2 separate regions of the Bos taurus genome follow, and region 1 is linked to region 2. The links are chromatin contacts, called in public Hi-C maps. All regions are on one chromosome and are shown on one strand. The core of a region is the stretch at or near the end of the contact, and the rest is flanking DNA. Distances in the headings are between cores, read along the strand shown.

Region 1 (2,700 bases), core at 3-2,502, 54 kb before region 2:
CCCTGGAAAGGCCTCACAGCTTGGCCGGCACGGCTGTTTCCACAGCAGCCTGCAGGGGGCAGCCGCGGCTAACAGGACTCAGTCCAGCTCAGAGGCTGCCAGGAGCCTGCCTTCCCTAAGAGGCAAGGCCCCAGGCCACCTTATGAGAGCATTCAGCACCCCAGGGACCCTTATCCTACCCGGGCAGATGGGCCCTGCTGACCAGGCAAGGCAGTGCTAACCAGGCCGTTTCCCAGTCAGGTGTCCAGGCCCCTAGCTGGTCACCTGCTGCCAACCCAGGCCCTCCAGTGCTCTCTGGGCCCTTAAGAGTACCCTCAAGCAGGGAGGAGGGGTGGGGGTCCTCTGGAGAGGAGTACATGTGGCCATGTTAGCCAGGTCCATGGGGTCACCACAGGCAGAGGGAAAGCTCAGGTCCCTGGGTGCTCCTGGGGACCCCACATGGGGAGGGGCTCGGGTGGGTGTTGGAGCAGCAGCCCAGCCTGGTCCCCTCTTGCCCCCAGGACACTTAATTCATTGCACTCAGGCGATGGTGAGGGGGACACCCCCAGAACATTCTACCGAAGTGGAGCCCCTGTCGGGGAAGGAGGTGGGTTTCCTGTGGTCAGCAGGCACATGGCCCTTCCAGGTGGCCACGCTGTGGTGGATGGCCCTTGCTCGGGTGTAGAACTTGTCACGAGTCCGTCCTCCCACCCACCCTGGGACCAGAGCCTCCATCTGTAATGGGAGGTCCCCCGCCTTGATGCCCAGATCGTCACACGCTGGGAAGGCTGGTCTGGGCAGACCAGGGCAGGCAGGACCAGGACACCAGGGGTGCCAAGGACCCAGCCTGCCCCCCTCCCTCGAGAGCCACTCCTGGATGGCACAGGAGGGGCATGGGGGCGAGTGCTTTCCTTGTCCTCACAAGACAGAGGCCCCACATGGACCTGCTGGCCCTTGCCAGACCCGGCAGCCCACCAGGCCTGGTTCCTCTGCTGCCCTGGTGGTCTCCCAGAGGTCCTGAGGGCAGTCCTGGCCTCACTGGGGGGCTGCTCCCCCATGCCCGGGCAGATGTCTGTCCAGTCCCAGACTGACATTGATCGGGGCATGGCAGCAGTGGCCCAGGCAGGCTGGTTTGCCTTTAAGGGCTGCCCCAGGAAAAGCATGACCCCCCTCCTCCGGAAGCCGTGAGGGAAGCACCAGGATACCAACCCTTCCGGTAGATCTCCGCGTTGGCCTCAGCCTCGGCCAGGGGCTGGGGCAGTGTCCTCAGCCAGCAGGCCTCGTCCTCCAGCAGCAGGGTCAGGGCCGGGCTCTGGGGGCAGGAAGAGGGGTCAGCAAGCACTCAGTCATGCTCCCGGACACAGCAGAAAAAGAGGTAGACCAGGAGCGTTCTTCAGGGACCACGTGGGCAGAAGCCTGAGAGTTCACCCCATGGGTGTGCTGAGCACCGTGCTGGCAACAGGCACACTGCAGGGAGCCAGCGCCTTCCACAGGTCAGGCGCTGGGTTCACTGAGGAGCTGAGGCCCAGAGAGGTCGAGCAGCTCACCCAAGGTTGCACAGACAGACTGCCATTCGCTCCAGCCGCCCCCTCCCGAGTGGGCTGCTACCCCAGGCGCAGGCTGCTGGCGCGAGTGAGCAGGGGACTGGCCTGGAAGAGATGGCATCATCCCAGCCCTGGGGCACGCCGGTGCATCTCTGTCCGGTCCATTCTGGGGCTGGTAGGTGGCGGACATGTGAGGAACCTCTGCCTGGGCCCAGCAGCCCCACAAGGTCCCCGGGCAGCAAGACGTCCCCCTGCCTTGCTGGCTGAGCACCCAACCTCCCCGCGGCTCCCAGAGCATGGTCAGCCCCTTGCCCCCACCTTGCTGGTTGCACCCTCCTCCCACCTCACAGGTGAGGGAAGGGAAGGGAGGCAGCTCACTCCCCCAGTGGCCTGGGCTGAGAGTCCGGCCTTTGAAGCGCCCAGCGGGGAGCAATGCAGTACAGACCTCGCCCTGCTTGGCCCCAGGAGGTTGGAGTGACCACTGCCGCCCGTCAGGCTGCAGCCCCAGGGCTGGGTGGGTTCTGGACTGCTCCTCTCCAGTGGGATGGCCAAGCTCAGCCCCTGGGCGCCGTGTGCAAACTGTTGAGCTAACTGTAAGACCGTGTTACCTGCTGCCCCCTGGACGGGCCGTTTGTGCACCCTGAGGCACCTGTGGCAGCTGGCCAGGATGCTATGTGGTGGGATGTCTGGGGCAAGTAGCACTTGGAGGGGTCCTCTGATGGGTTGTGGGCACCAGCATGCCTGGTCCTAGCCCATGGCTTTATTAGGCTTTGCCTGCAGGGACCACATGGGCTCCAGAGCTGGGTACCAGGGTGCAGTCCAGACTCCCTGACTGGGAGACTTGGGAGGGCACTGGCCCTCAATGCACAGCGGCCTCACCGCACTCCTCTGCGCCTTGCCCTCATCCTGTGTTGGGCTCAGGCAGCCCGGCCAGTGGACTAGCTGCAACGCTCAGTCGTGGAACAGTCGAGTGGAGAATAGTCGGCCAGTGGCTCACAGGAGTGGAGCTGGCCAGCGCCATGCCCACCCTGCCTTGGCCCCAGCATCTCTGCAGATGGCGATGCCTGGAGCCTGCATGCCCCCTCGACCGACCTTGTGCTGCGCCTGCTCTTGGGGTGGGTCACGTCCCTCTCTGTGACTTGGTTTCCCCTGGGGTACCGGGTAGTCACCGTCAGTG
Region 2 (2,700 bases), core at 141-2,640:
ACGACTTGCCGGTCTGGCCCGGGATATGTAACCCAGGTAGAAAGCCTTGAGCCCTGGCCCTGGCTGCAGAGGCGTGAAGTTATTATTGGCGTGGGGTAGGGATTCGTGCTTCCTGTGCACCGCCCTCTTTCAGCCGAGTGGCCCCAAGAGTTTAGGGCACTCTTATCGCTGGGGTAGGGGGTTGGGGGCTGGGCATCAGCAGTGACTGCCTGGCCCCCCTGGGGAATGGCCTTTGGTCCAGATGGGGGAGAAACTTGGACGCGTGGCCCAGGACTGAGTCCTGGGAGACCCCTCCCTGAAGGAGCAGCCCCTTGGATAGAAGGTGTGTGACCGCAAGCCTAGGAGCGCAAAAGCCCCTGTGGTTCTGGCTGGGACACAGGGAGAAGGCCTCCAGGAGGCTGTCCCCGGCAGGGAAAGCTGGAGTTGGAGACCCGGGAGACAGGGCTGGAGCCCAGCTCATGGGCTGTGGTAGCAGCACCCCTGCCCCCCGCAGCCAGGAGGTTCTGTGACCAGAAGGCATGGTGGTGGGCACCCGCGGGTCTCTGTCACTTGGCCTGCACTTCCACACGCCCTAGGTGCCCCTTCTCCCTCTCAGGTCTCTCTTTCTCCCTCTAGATACAAAGCCTGGGAGAGTCAACCGCGCGAGATAAGATCACAATTTCAGCCCGTCCCGACAGAGCGATCTTATCAGGATAGGACTTGCAGAATGGAATATTTTAAACTTTATCTGAGCCCAGATCGGGGCCGCCTTATCGCTGCACCATCTCTGGGATGCGGGGGAGGGGCAGGGCGCGAGGTGGCCGCGCCCCCAGCCACCCCGTTGCGGCCCTCTGGGCGGACACCCCCTCCAGGCCGGACCCCCGATGCTGGAGCCCAGACGCGGGGGCCCGGCCCGCCGGCAGAGATTAGATTACGGCGCGCTTGGCACACAGCGCGGGGGGCGCGGCGCGGGGTGAAGGTCGCGGGCGCCGCGGGCAGAGCGGGGCGGGCCGGGGAACGGGTAGTGGGGGCGGCGGGGGTCGGGGCCGGCGGGCAAAGTTTGACTCACGCTTGATCTGCCGGGGGTTGCTCTGTTTCCTCCTGGACATGTCTCCGGCGCCGCGCGCCCTCCCGGCGGCCGCCTCTAGCCCCTGGTGGGCGGCGGCGGGCGGCGGGGGCGCGGCGGGGCCGCGGGGCGGCTCATGCCCCCGGCCCCTCGGCTCCACGGCCGCCCCGGCCCGCGCCCCCAGCCCGCCGCGTCCGGCCCGGCGCCGCTGAGGAGGCCGGAGTCTAGTCCCTGCTGTACGGCCGCGCAGACCGCCGGGGGCGGCGGGCGGCGGGCTGCTGTCGGCTTCTCCGCTCCCGCGCAGACGCCGCCGCCGCCGCCGCTCCGCTCTTCTCAATGGAACCTGCGGGTAGCGCGCGGCGGACCTGGCGGCCTCTGCCAGGGCGCTCGGGGCGTGGGGGCGGGGCGTGCGCGTCACGGCGCCGCGCCTCCGGGCCCGCCCCCGCCTCTGGCCCCGCCCCGTCGCCGAGTCCGGCCCTTATCTCCGCCCGTCGCCCCGCCTCCTGACCCTCCTCTGGCTCCGGCCCCGCCTTCATCCCCGCCCCCAGAGCCGCGCTCCGCTCCCCCAGCGCAGCGCGCGCAAGCCCCCGGGCGGTCTTGCTTCCTCGCGGCCTTGGCCTCTCCCCGCCTCGGCTGGCCCCGCCCCGACACCCTGGCTCGCCCTCTTGCTTCCTCGCTGAAATGGTCCCGCCCCGCCTTCTGGCCCCGCCCCCAGGGAGCTGGCCCCGGCCCTGGGTGAACCTGTGGCCTCCTCCACACCTCTTTTGGCCCTGCTGCTTTGTCCCCAGGCCTGGCTCAGACTCTGCGACCCAATACACTCCGCCGCTCCGGATCACCGCGCCCGACCGGGCTCAAGCTCTCTCTAGACCCGCCCCCCGATGCCAGCCCCACCCCAAGCCTGACCTGACCTGGTTCGGCCCCTAAACTCCGAGGCTCCGCCCAGAGCACACCCCAAAGCCTGGGCTCCGCTCACCGCTCCATCACTACGCCCCGCTGCTCTATAATTCCGCCTTCAGGGCCTCTGACCCGCCCAGAACTCCTAGGCTCTGCGACCACCCTCCTCGGCCCGCCGGGTAGGGGACAATGAGGGCCGGGTCAAGCAGCCCGAGGCCTTGACGTCCCACATTGCCTGGGACCAGATTTGGGGTGTGGAGCCGGCTCTGGCACGGTGGGGATTCCGCCCAAGACTGGTGGAAGCAGCATCCGAGGGGTTCGCCACCTCCCGTGACCATAGCCCCAAATGGAGAGCGAGGGACTTCGGACCCTCCTCCCTTGGACTCAGATCTGGCTGGAAATCCGGGAGGCCGCAGAATCCAGCGGCCTGTGCTTGCTCCCCGCCCCCTCGCAGCAGCCCCCAGGCGTTGCCCCTCTGGGTCTCTCCTTCCCAGGCCGTGCCTTTCCAGGACGCCCCCGCTGGACGCCCAGGAAGTAGAAAGGAGCGAGGTTCCCACGGTCAGTACTGCCTGTTCCAGCCGTGGACACGGAGGCCAGCCCTTCTGTCCTTTGGAATATGTTCATGGGATCCCAGAGGCCCCCCACTTTCCAGGAGGCTCAAGGTCACACAGCATCAGAGTCGTCCCTGGGAGCTCAACTGTATTCCTTTAATATTCTTGGCCTGCATTTGGTGCCTGCCCTCACCCCACCGTCCCCAACCC

Evidence for each region. A called contact is a pair of places that touch in the nucleus more often than the background predicts.
Region 1: a contact with region 2 is called in a Hi-C map of skeletal muscle, with 6 times the contacts expected there. The contact joins the enhancer-like site here to the promoter of ZFPM1 in region 2. A contact is called at or near these places in 2 of 11 Hi-C or Micro-C datasets (blastocyst and skeletal muscle).

Annotation. Positions count from the first base shown.
Region 1 is chr18:13,772,268-13,774,967 of ARS-UCD2.0, reverse strand. ZFPM1 (zinc finger protein, FOG family member 1) reads right to left here. Exons shown (of 10, transcript XM_024978915.2): 5 at 1,189-1,291. Among named protein-coding and RNA genes, the nearest start is that of ZFPM1, 54 kb to the right of the region's middle. Within about 2 kb of position 1,252, at least 17 of the 102 cell types and tissues checked have an H3K27ac peak or open chromatin away from gene starts, as enhancers often do. A contact at or near this core is called in skeletal muscle, where this site is marked.
Region 2 is chr18:13,718,584-13,721,283 of ARS-UCD2.0, reverse strand. It overlaps ZFPM1 (zinc finger protein, FOG family member 1), which reads right to left and starts at 1,390. Exons shown (of 10, transcript XM_024978915.2): 1 at 1,049-1,390. The coding sequence starts at 1,088.